Regions from separate parts of the Mus musculus genome. Here region 1 is linked to region 2. A link is a contact called in public promoter capture Hi-C data. All regions are on one chromosome and are shown on one strand. Each heading gives the region's core, a stretch centred on a gene start, on an enhancer-like site or on the middle of the called end of the contact. The rest is flanking DNA. Distances are from core to core; before and after follow the strand shown.

Region 1 (6,205 bases), core at 1,010-3,509, 2.1 Mb after region 2:
CTCCGGGTTCAGCCACCCCTGCCCTTGCTACATTCCTATGGCCAGGTCATGTCTGCACTGCAAGGACCGACCACTGGACACCGGACCTCGGCCTGCTTCCAGCCTGTAAAACAGCACACTAAGCAAGCATTCTAGCGACTGAACTGTATCTCCAGCCATGAGAGAGTGGACCTGATGCTTAGCCTGGTTGACTCTACACTTGATGGAAAGCAGCCAGAGCAGAACGCTTGAAAGTACCCAGCCTAGGGCCTGTGCCCTGCTTCCCTTGCCTAGATTTTAAGGGTACTCATGGATTGGCAGGCTTTGGTGGCCACCAGAACTAGAGCCAGGGCTTGAAGCTTTCCCTCCCTCCACTGGAGGGCAGCTCCCACAATCTTCAGGCAGGATTATTTGTCATCCTGGAAAAATCCAGCCTAGTTTGATCCCAATTTGTGGATTTCTGGAGGCGGGGAAGGCAGGGAGGTAACGCCCACAGGGAATTTTTTGTCGAGTTGGGTATCCAAGCCAGAGCTTGTTCCATCTAGGCACAGCCCCAAGTGGGCCCCTGCCGCTCCCCGGATCCTGCCTCGCCCAGCAGATGTAAGTCCGACACAGCCAGGAGAAGGTGAGGGGTTCTGGACAGCACAGAGATGGGAACCAGCAGGGGACCGGGGCTGGCAGGGGAGGAGTGAAGGGCATTTCCCTTTCTGGACAAGCTTTAAAAATTTTCCACCCCACCTCCACCCCCTGCAGATCGGCTTTGCTGTCCTACCCAGGAGGGGACACTTAGACCTGTTGAGCCATCACCAGGCGCCAGAGACCGGGCTAGATGCTCTTCTGCGAATTCTCATTAAATCCCTGCAGCTACCCTATGAGGTGGGTCCTAACCTTAACCCCATTTTCAAGTAAGGAAGCAAGGACAGAGGTCGAGGACTCAGTGCTAACCCACCCCAAGGTCTCTTGCCCTACAGCTCACTGCCTCCCAGCAAGAAGCTATCCCAGAAGCAGAAAGGATGGTAGGAAATGAGCAAGGGCCAATGAGATGGCTTCGATAAAGACGCTTGCTGCCAGGCCTGAGGATCTGAGTTCAATTCCCCAGTATCCATATACATGGTGGACCTCGAGAGTTGTCTCTAGCAAGTTGTCCTCCAACCTCCACCCACATGCCATGGCATGTAGATCTCTCTCTCTCTCTCTCTCTCTCTCTCTCTCTCTCACACACACACACACACACACACTTGAACATAACACACACACACACACACACACACACACACACACACACACTTGAACATAATACACGAGGAAGAATTTCCTGACAATGATGGTGTGTGTGGGAGGAGATCGTGGAATGCTGGATCTAGACAGTCATGAAAAACATGAAAAAAATCCCCTGCCCTAATCGTCTCTTCAGTCTGTCCAAAGGTTGGGGATGATCTCTGGAAGGTTCCTGGAGTCTTGACTGGGACTAGGTAGCACCCTCCCTCCCTCTGTTCCACACCCCGGGGGTCTTTACTTAAGTGGCTCACAAGGTCCCAAATTGCCTCTCTTTTCTGACTCAGGAATCTTGGCATCACAGCTGAGTTATCTCAGATCAGGTCTCCCAGAAAACCCTCCCTGGAGTTCTGGGAGGCAGAGTCTCATCCTAAAGCCCAAATCCCACATAAGAGGGCACAGTCATCCCAGGCCTGCCTTCATTCTCAGGGTCTGACTCTAAGACACTAGGCAGGATGGACCTGCTGATCCTGGGCCCTCTGGATTCTGGCATTTCCTCATTCCCCACCTCCTCTCGCCATCTATAGCCAAGTGCAAATGATGCAGATGACCCAGGGACACCAGAAAACCCAAGTCCCACGCTGATAGGCAACAGCTGTCACTCACTTGCTCCCAGAACAGAAACCCTTCGGTTCACTCCATTACTCCGAACTGCGAATATATTGCCCTGGGACACACAAAGGGTACTTGGGGTGACGAAGTTCACCTGCTGCCCTTCGGAACATTGTAGTGTCTGCTGCCCGTTGCTGCTTTCCGCAGCCCTTGGACTCTGGCATTATCCCGTAGAGCCAGCGGCTCCCTCCAACTTCCTTAGAGTTTTATCGCACCCGCCTACCGAGCCTAGTTGTCTCTGGGTGTCCCCTAGGTTTGAGACGGGCAGGAGACAGAAGGCTCTGCCTTGTCTTTCCGAGCTGACCTCGAGATCCTCAGAGTGTCTTACCTGCAGGAAAGAGATGCAGCCGGCGGTGGCCACCTGCTCTCGCCTGGTTTGCAGCGCAAAAGCTCTGGGCTCGCGGGCCGGGGCTGGCGGGCTGGGGGCGGGGACGAGCTGGGAGGGGCGGGGTCTCCAGTCCCACCCCAGTCCTGAAGGTGAGGAGTCGGTAAGCATTTTGAGGTTGTTGAGTATAGAGCAGAGAAACAGGGCCACTGGGAGTTCCGGTTTCTTTTCTTTTATCTCTTCCTTTCCCTTCTCTCCCCGTCTCATTTGAAATAGGGTCTTATGTAGCCCAGGACTACCTTGAGCTCTTGGTCCTCTAGCCTCCACCCTCTAAATGCTAGGATTACATACATGCATGTACCACCAATCATGCTTGCTCACGTATGTGTGGGCTCTCTCTTTCCTCCCTTCTTTTTCTTTCTTTCTCCCTTCCTTCCTTCCTTTTGTCATCATCATTGTCATGTTTCTCCTCCCCCACTGCCTCTTCCTCCTCATTTGTTTTTCCCAAGGCTAGGAAGGCTGCACTCAGGCCACATTTGAATTCAACTAGCACCAGTTTTTCTTCAGCTTCCTAAGTGCCAGGAGCACTGGCAACGAACCTACACTTGACTCTCGGAGGGTTAGAAAACCTGAGTCCTCCTGACCTTATACAATTCTATCTGACAGCCTGGTCCAGATGTTCACAAGCCTGGCTCCGCCAGAAGACCCCCCACCCCCCAGCCCAAAGCAGCAACAAGAACAGATTTGCCTGAGTCTCCCTCCCCTCAGTCTGAGGGTCTCACAAAATTGAAGATGGGTGGAGACACCCTTACCCCACCCCCTCCCTAACTCCTGCCTAAAGGTCAGCAATATAAAGACCCAGTGATTAGAGAGACATTAGGCATCCATCTTTTTCCTCTCTCCTGGCAACACAGGGCCCTCCTCCAAACCCCAAACCCCCCTGGCAGGTCCCTCAGCTGTCACTGTTTAGCACTGGAATGACAGGCGTCCAGACTCCGTGAGTCCAGCCACATTCAAGGCCACTGAGCTTAGCACTCTGCCCCCGCCCCCTCCTCCATCAGTCGCTAATTTTATTGACCTGTAAAAGGCACGTTCCTGGCTGGTGGTTGGGGGGGGATGACTCCTGAAGGGACCAAGGACACTCTGAGAAAGAGTTACCCTAGTTAAGATGGCTGCCCAAAAGAGTGGCTGTGAATTTTTAGCTTTAGCCAGAAAAGACTGGGAGAAGAGAGAATCAATTCTTTTCTATGCACTTTGAGGCAGGGCAAGAATGAAGCAGAAGAGATACAGGTTGGATAACAGGAAGAACTGTCATCCTTCTGTGGAATCTGCCCTAACCCTTCCATCCCTCCCCCCCCCCAAAGGTGGCTTGTGCCTGCTGGGCCTCTTACTACAGAAATAGCCCTTTCCCTGAAGAATCAACCTAGATCTTGCCTCTATTAAAATCAGAACAAAAAAAAATTAGGCCTCTCTGATTCTCCCTGCTCCATGCCTACCTGACTCCAGCCCTCCAATACTGGCTCTCGGATGCTTTTTCTCAAGTGAGAAGGGGGGACAAGGGGGGGGGTTGAAGAGTTAGAACCTGTCACAGGGTGGCAAGGAGACAAGGACTTTACATTCTTAAAGAGCCTCAAATTGAAGCTTTTTAGATCTAGGAATGAAACCCAGAGCCGCTTCTGTGATGGGTGTGTTCTCGGCCTGTGAACCCTGTCTTGGGCACCTCAGATTTATCCTGCTGGTGATCTACATGAGAACTTGGCAGACACAGAAGACATTTTTCCTTTCATTTCTTTTTTCTTTCTTTTTTCTTCCTTCCTTCCTTTCTTTTCTTTTTTCTTTCTTTCTTTTTTTTTTTTTTTTTTTTGAGACAACCCCAGGCGGACCTCAAACATACAATGTAGCCAAGGATGGCTTTAAACTTATCTTAGCTACAGTTATTATTCATTGTGTGTGCATGTGTGTGCCGGAGTGTGTGTGTGTGTTTGTGTGTGTGTGTGTGTGTGTGTGTGTGTGTGCTGGAGTATTTATGACTGCACTAGGATGCATGGGAGGAGGTCAGAGAAACAAGTTGGTGGCCCTCACCTTCCCCCAAGTTGGTCCTGGGGGATTGAACTCAGTCAGTCAGGCCTGTAGGCAATACTTTACCCAGTGAACGATCTCATCAGAGCATCCTCCTGTCTCTACCCCTCCAGTGTTTAGAATCCAGGTAGGCACTCGCCATGCTGGCTTTATGCAGTTCTGGACATCAAACCCTGGGCTTTGTACACTGTAGGCTGAGCTCTGACAACTCAGCTAGTCCAAAGGGTAATATTTTAACATTAAAATTTACTCAAGCAGGTAAGTGTGCAAAGAGGGGTAGAAGATAGGCCTTACAGTGGAAACAAAGACATCTGCGAGGGTGCGTTCATCTCTTGACTAGGAGGAGGCATGGCACACTAATGAAGCTTATTTTCCATCAATTACACTTCAAAATAAAAACCGTTACATATTCTCTACTACACCTTTAATTTATGAAGAGCCTCAAAAACAAAAACAAAACCTACAAGGTGCTTGGGCAAGGGAGGGATGTTGTAGTTCTTAGAACATCATGGCATAATAATTCTCCTGCGTTCATCTTCCAACTCCATCCAATGTGTTTAAGATCTCTGCAGCAGAATAAAGGGGTACCCTGACCAGAGTGCTAGCCAGGGGAAGGAGGATGGCTTGCTGGACTCTCCTGCCCCCTGCAGTTTGACCTAGGTACTGCAGTCACAAGGGGGTCAGTCCAGGGAGAGCTCAGACAGGCTTTGTGTGCAGTCCTGCAGGATATCGAAGACTGGTATGGAGAAAGGCACCCGGGACCACTTTTTGGCCTGGATCTTCCCTCGAGGTGTTTCCAGTAGTATGCTTCCGATTTTGAGCACTGGCAAGGTCACTGATTTGTAGATCATCTGGAAGCCCCAGACCTGATGGTGGAACAGATGGAAGCACGTGGCTTTCTATCCTTAAACTGGACTTCTGTGATGACCAGCCCCATATCTACCACCAGAGGCCATCATGCAGGAGGCTCCCTAAGACAGGACTATAATGAAATTTTTGGTTTCTTTAAAAACACAGATTCATGAGAGTGTTTTAATTTTAATCCCAGGTGTGTAATATGGGGCGGCCTTGGATTGTCCACAGCAAATGACAGTGATTTGCTTGGTGCTCTAGCAAGGGTGTGGTTTTGACGTCTGGAAGTCTGGGGACCCTTCAGAGGGTGTATAAATGCTAGAGCAAAGATAGAAGAGGCTAGTTGGTGGTTGGATGATGTTGGTTGCATTGGGTACAAAGAGATGAAAAGAAGAAATTAGATATCCTGACAGTGAAGATCATACTGGCCCCAAGGAACTCGATGCCCCAAATCATCAGGAAGTTGTCTACCGATAATATCGCCCCCTTCCCCCTCTATCCTTTTTTTCTCTCCTACCTAGGGTTAGGGGCTTGAAAGGGTGAATAAAGAAGTGAAGAAGGGTGGAAGAAAAAGGAACATGCAAAATAGTAAAAGGTCAAGCTACAGGGGACTACAGGACAGACGGCGGGTCTCTCAGACAGAAGGACAGAGGGTCTCCCAGAGCAGGCGTGGTTCCCACCTGGGGTGACGACTGGAAGGTGCAGCTAGGCCTCCTTTCCCAAACCAAGGGCCTCTGGAGTCCAGGGCTGAGGGCTCTTTGCCTTGGGCTATAGCCTTTTACTTACCTCCCCACAGTTACTGCACCTGATGGTTCCTCCAGGTCTCCAGTCCTTAAAGACCTTGTTAATGACCACAGGGTTCTGGGAGGTGGTATAGTAGACCCTAGAAAGAATGGAGTAGACAGAGCCCTTCTGGAGCCCCTGAACCCCAGATTCCATGTCCTGTAACTGGCTGAGTCCCTCCCAAGACATCTGACCTTTCTGCCTGTCAAGATAGAGAATTTCCCAGAATCAGGAACTCTAGTCCCCAGGAGGATTGGCCTGCCCTGTCCACACCCTATTCCTGCATCCAGAGAACATCCT
Region 2 (6,725 bases), core at 3,760-6,259:
GAGCAAAGCTTATGAAATGCAGGTTTGCTCGAGCTGTGAATAGTTTCTCCCCTCTGGTTCCCTTGACTCTACTGCACATAACTGATTTAGACAAATACTTCTTGCAAACTGTTGGTTCATGTGCTTCTCAAAGTTTGACTGCTAGAACCTAACACCCACAGTACCAAGATGGAGTTAGGAAGCTATGTGTAACAAAGGAAGTTACATAGCTCTGAGAACCAGGGGCTTAATATCAGACAGCCGTAATTGCCACAAAACTCACTGCTACGTGGTTGGAGCAGAGAACCAACTCCCACACTATGACCTCTACAGTGTGCTGGGCATGTGTGTGTCCCCCCACCCCCCACACACACACAGCTAAATGTAATAGAAAATTTAAATGAACATAATAAAAGCTATTTTTGGCACTGCTTTCTTCGCTGAGTACAACAAACTCTGAAAGCCTTCTACAAACCAGGCACTGGGCAAACAGAAGTAAAACTTAAGGAATGAGAATATGACAAGAGGATCTGAGCTTGGGTCCCCAGCACACGCATAAGAAGCCATGTGTAGCAGTGTGTGCCAGCATTCCCCGTAGTGTAGAAGCAGAGGCGAGAGGATTCCCAGGACCTTCTGATCAGCTGCTCCAACGATATGAGTGAGCTTCCGGTCCACTGAGAATCCCTGCTTCAAAAATAAGAGGGAGAGCCACGGGGGGAGGGGGGGGGACACCTGCCACCAACCTCTGGCCTCCATATACATGCACACACAGGTTTACACACATGCACAAAACACTCCCACAAGCACAAAAATAAACAAATAAGTTATTAAAAATAGTCGCTCATGGAGTGTGGTAGCCACCTGCAATCCCAGACCCCAAGAGGCTGAAGCAGGAGGATCACGTATTTGAGGCTAGTTTAAGTTACACCATGAGACCCTCTTTCAACAACAGCAAAGCATGAAGCCCATAGGAAGGATAAAGCAACCCACCATTTTCATATACCATAGTAGAAGTACCTACAGAAAGGAGAAGGCTTTGGTAAAACTGGAGGGGAGTGTGGCACTGGTTAGGGGTGAGAACCAGAAGGCAGTAGAGAGACATCATCAAAGGTTATCAGTAGAGTGTCCTTGGTGATGATGCTTGAGCAGAGCCTTGAGACCTGAGTAGTTGGGGGTGGGGGGCCAGGTTGTTAGGAAAGACGTGGAAGTGTGAAACACACTATTAAGTTATAGAAAGAACATCACATCCTACCAGAACCCATGACACTTCTATGGCTGTGGTTGCTCAACTTTGATATTTTAAACCTCTACACACTCATATTATGAAGCAAGAAAGCACCACCTAGAAGCTAAGTCTCTGCTAATCCCTGACATCTAGAACACGGAAAAGGACTCAAAACTGGAAAAAGAAAATGACTACCATAAATTCCACAAACTGAACTAAACAACAGAAGTCAACATCTTTTAAAAAAAAAAGATAGCATAATAAAGAACTATTTAATGCAGGGGCATCCAGTTCTGTGCTGTTGTAAATATCCCATGGGAATGAAAGCTAGAACAGGTTCCCCGTAGTCTATAGGATGACCCGGAAGCACTGAGATCATGTCCTGATATGCACCTTGTTTAAAAAGCAGGAAGCTGTACAAAATATATACACATTTGGGATGGGAGAGATACCTCAGCAGTTAAGAACACAGCTGTCATTACAGGAGACTCTAGTTCTGTTCCAAGCATGCTCGTGGTGGTACACAACCTCTAACTCCAGTCCCACGGGACTCTACACCCTCGTCTGCCCTCCATGAGCACTGTGGGCACCGGACAGGCATGTGTTACATATACGTACATGCAGGAGAAAGATGAATACATATGAAATACAATAAACAATTTATGTAAAAGAGATACACCTTAAAAAAAATCTTTGCATATGGTTAACGTGAAGACTTTAGGACAAGCAAGAAACCCATGGGAAAGTCAGCCTTGTGAATCGCCTGTTCTCTGAGCCACTCCGGATAAAACCGCTGCTTGTGGTAGTATGGACGGACGTAGTGCCACAGAGCCATGCAGCATCGGTGGTCCCTAGCCTTGGGTACAAATACCCCAGGTCCCTGACTGTGGGGAGACAAATGCTATCAGTTTTAATTTGGTAAGCTCTTCAGTTTTACATGAAAGATTACATTTTAATGAAAAGATACAGCCTTATAGATAGAGCCTAAGGTCTCTATTTTAAAGGCTTATTTCATCTGACATCTCCACACAGAGAATGCCCCCCCAAGTCTGTTGATGATTGCAAAGATAAATGGGTGAAAAGGTGATAGGAATGAAGGAATAACTGTGTGCTCTTGCAGTTCACAATAACTGTGGCATATTAGGCAGAAACAAAGGCATCTGACATGAGAAGATATATATAATGCATTTTTAAGTCAGACATTTTTATGACATACATTCTTATATCAGTAAGACAGAGCGCTATGATACAAGTCAAATCTCTCTAACAGCAAATATCAAAATAGTACAAAGTATCTTATTTTAAATATCAAAAACATGAGTCAACAAGATGCTGTGAGTCCTATAATCTCATCACTCAGGAAGCTAAAGCAGGAGGATTGCCATGAGCTCAAGGTCAGCCTGGGCTATAGTGAGTTCAAGGCTAACCCTGCATTGTCTCAATAAACAATCAAAATTAGCCAGATTATTCTAATTAGTCTAGATTATTTTTAGTTATTTTACTACATCAACTATTCTAACCTCAAGGACCTAACATTAAAATGACCAAACTCACATATTAACCTTTTTTAGTTTGCTTTTATTTAAAGACTGAATTTGTGTATTAAATATACCATATGATATCTATCTCTTTGTATCTATTTAATCTAGCCATCCACACTCATAACTTCTTTAAATAATTAACCTATATTCTATACATTCTTGTCTCACGTATAGTCTACAAATGCTGAACTATACAAGTTTTCATTGTCTTTTCCTTCAGGAAGTCTTTATGGGTCCTACTGAAGAGCCTGGTAAGTAGACCCATGTCCTAAAGTAAGCTATTTAGCTTAGTGTCTGTATTGCATCTTGAATAACTAATCAGCTAATAGCATTTGCACAAAAATACTCCAGTTGTGGGTTTACATTATTCCTAATAAACGACACGGTTAAAACTAGGACATGGTATTGGAGAACTGGCCAGCAACTTCAGGAAAAGAGATTATTTGTAATAATTAAAGCATGGGAGCTCGTTTTAAAATAAAGTTTCCTATAGTATACACCATGCCAACCCCCCCACCCCTCTGTTCTTGGATGAGGAAACTTTTACATGTAAAATATTACATTTCATAGATCATTATTTAAGTGTCAAAACAATTTGAAGTTATTTTTTAAACTTTGACACTAAAACATTAGAAGTATACAGGTTTTTTTTTTTTTTTTCACGAGAAAATGTTTGAAGCATCATTCAACAGCGGACATTTAAAAGCTTTGCATTACCACTTGCCATTTTACTGAGAGAAAAAAATATGTTTACATTAGTCAAAGCAGGAAGAAGAAGAAAAGAAGGAGAAGGAGGAGGAGGAGGAAGAGGAGGAGGAGGAGGAGGAGGAGGAGGAGGAGGAGGAGAAGGAGAAGGAGAAGAAGAAGAAGAAGAAGAAGAAGAAGAAGAAGAAGAAGAAGAAGAAGAAGAAGAAGAAGAAAAAGAAGAAGAAAAAGAAGAAGAAGAAGAAGCCACATTTACCAGCATACCATGCACAAGCTGAGAATTAAGGGCTGTGTTCCACTCAATTGCATTGTGAAACAAAGCTTTATCATATTTAACTGTGTTCCAAACTTGTTAATCATATTTCATAGCTTCACATACACTAGAACTAAATAAAGATGCCAAAAGATCAAGGTTCATGTGTTAAAAGAGATTCTTCAACCATCATGAAGAAAGTAACTGTGATATTCATAATATTTACAGACCAACACTTCAATTAGGTAAGCGTCAGTATCTCTCTCCTTTAAACGAATGCAGCGCTCAACTTCTGATTTTCTCAGGGCCACCTCTCCTCCCCCAAAGTTGAGCCACATCTTCCATCTTCAGAGTTTTAGAAACACTTGTTGAAAATGTGAAATTGCACTTATCTTAAGGAAGTTCATACTGCGAGGCTTCTGAGAAGCAAAGCTATAACTTCCGAAATGAATTCAAATGAAACCCTTAACGTGAGCCTTATTTTTGTTTCGGGTTTTTTCCCCCCTTTGGTTTTGTTTTTTGTTTTTTTTTTTAAGTTCATTTGATTTCCAAGCTAACTAACTACAATTGCTAATCATTTTCAAATATGCCCTTAGCCACTAAGACAGTATTCACAGAAAAGTCACATTACAGAAAAGTAGACTCAAGTAACTAAGATTAAACTAATTCCTATGGAGACTGAGACCGCGGAGCGTCCCCCCCACCCCCAACCCGGGGGAGGGGGAGATTATTCCGTCCCAGGTTTGGTGCCAAACTTAGGGACACCCAAGACTGTTTGTCCTTTGCAGATTTAAGGTGACCCATACATATGCCCCCGTCTCACAACCCCCAAGAAATAAAACTGAAGAGAACTTAGCACTTTCCCAAGTTGGGGGAGGGGGTGTCTGAGAACGGACACGCATTTAAATTAAAAGAAATAAATAGAAGCAAAACCGAGATTCAGAAGGAAGCCAGCCGAGCCTCTGAGCGCGCGCCGCTCCGGCTGCTCAAAGCCCCCAGCGCAGCGGCGCCGAGCTCACCTTCCATGTCGCCGCGGGCCGCGCGGGCTGCAGCTGTCGCTCAGGCTCCGCGGCCGCTCCACGTGCTGCTGCCGTGGGGACCCGCGCGGCTGGCGGGAGATTCCGGGCGCAGGGAGGCCCCGGGATCGCTCGGTCGCGTCGGCGCAGATGCAGGGCGGGAGCCGCCGGCAGCCGGGGCGCGAGGTTAGAGCGGCGCTGGCTGGCGGCCGCTTTAAAGCACGCTCCGAGTGCCGCGGGTTCCGCACCCACTTTTGAATGTCAAGCCTGAGGAACCCTGATCGCGTGGAAACAGTGCCTCAGCGACCGTCTCGGGACGTCTACTTGAGAAACACCGGGGATGAGGGCGCTGTCGCAAGGAGAGCCGAGCGGTGTGCGTAAGCCCAACTTCCAGATTTGCCTGACACGGAAGGACCTGGAACTTTTTATCTAGACTCAGGGATGACGGTCTTGAGAACTGTCAGTGAGAACTCACTTCATTGAGTTATTTATGGCGGTCTCCCCCCAACCCCCGTCGCCCTTTGGTTTTTCACTCCAGTTGGAGTGGCCCGCCACTATGATCCCAGCACTTGAGAGGCTGAGGCAGGAGGATTGCCATCAGTTGCAGGCCAGCCCCACATTACAGTATGAGCCATTTCTCAGAAAACAAACTTTAAAAAGTCTTTGGTTCAGATTTATAGATAGTTCAAAAGTGCGTTGGCATTTACGGCTCTCCAACTTTTTAACTTGAGGGAACAATTCTCTCATTTTGCTGTCCTTTCTGAGAACTGGTTGGTTTGCCAGCGCTGAAAAAAGAAAAAGAGAGAGAAAGAAAAAAAAAGACAGCAGTACATATGTGTGTTCATTTCCTACGAATCTTCTTTCCTCTAAATAGGACACTTTACAAAAACCCACGTATGGTGTGTCAGAAGAATACAGAGTGAAGCTATGTGGGGTAGAGGGACTAAGTCAAGGGAAGGTGTTGGTTCACAGAGGCGTGCCAATCAACATCCTTTCCCATCATCTACACTTTAGAGAGGAAAGCATTTGACAGGAGGGAGGGGGGAGAGGAACTGAAGGCAGAACAGTTTTTCAAAGCTCAGCGGTTCATCACGCTGAAGTCCTAAGAGATGGGGCTCAGAGGGGCATTTCTAACGATGCCAACAGGGTGGAAGGAATGGTCCCACTTTCATCATCTTGTTAGTTACACAAATATATTTGAAGCCAGGTATGGGGGTGCAACACCTTTGATCCCATCACTGGGAAGGCAAGAGGCAAGGAGATCCCCATGAGCTTGAAGCCTTCCTGATCTGCACATTGAGTTCCAGGACAGCCAGGGCTTTATAATAGAGAGACCCTGTCTTCAAAAAGACCGACAGATGTGTGCACGTGCGCGCGCACACACACACACACACACATTTGAGAGGAAAGGTTGAGAACTGTACATCAGCCATCTATCTGTATCTGAAGAAAATCATACTTCTGAGCTAAGCAAGCACACTGAAAACATGAACCCGAGCTCACATTAACTAGTGCCTTGGTATATAGGCAGTCTGTGAACTCTATATTCCATGTTTGTGTACATATGCATATATAACACGAGTGGCTCACATTGTCTCTGAGATCACAGAACCATAGCAGCATCTCCACTGACATGAGTTCTGCAGGACAATATGGAGCTCGGAGACATTCTAAGGTTTAATAAACACTAAGGTTTAATTTTAGTACTGAAAAGGGGAAATTTGTTGTTTGTTAGTTTCTAAAAGCAAAAATAGCAACGTCAAAAGTAGCAGAAGAGGAACTGTACACTTTCACAGGGATGAGAAGGATGAATAGTTAATTGGTTATTTAAAAGACAGAGAGAAACTTGGGGGTTTCTGTTACAATGTTCTCTATACAGAACAGCAAACTGTTACCATGCTGTTTGCTGCTTATTCCAGTCTCTCCAGATACCTGAAGAGACAAATAAAAAGCAGAGCCGTACAACCATTTGTGTAGCAATTCTACCCTCAAGTGGGTGGAGCATA

Evidence for each region. Promoter capture Hi-C pulls out the DNA fragments that hold promoters and counts their contacts.
Region 1: a promoter capture Hi-C map of liver shows a contact between it and region 2, with 4 times the contacts expected there. The contact joins the promoter of Zfp385c here to the promoter of Ikzf3 in region 2.

The regions. Positions count from the first base shown.
Region 1 is chr11:100,690,207-100,696,411 of GRCm38.p6, forward strand. Zfp385c (zinc finger protein 385C) reads right to left here and starts at 2,260. Exons shown (of 9, transcript NM_001373887.1): 1 at 2,195-2,260. Gm38483 (a long non-coding RNA gene) reads left to right here. Exons shown (of 5, transcript XR_880214.3): 3 at 46-604; 4 at 733-855. It overlaps Dhx58 (DEXH (Asp-Glu-X-His) box polypeptide 58), which reads right to left. Exons shown (of 13, transcript NM_030150.2): 12 at 5,909-6,005; 13 at 4,678-5,136. The coding sequence ends at 4,951.
Region 2 is chr11:98,541,022-98,547,746 of GRCm38.p6, forward strand. Ikzf3 (IKAROS family zinc finger 3) reads right to left here and starts at 5,010. Exons shown (of 8, transcript NM_011771.1): 1 at 4,723-5,010. The coding sequence starts at 4,729.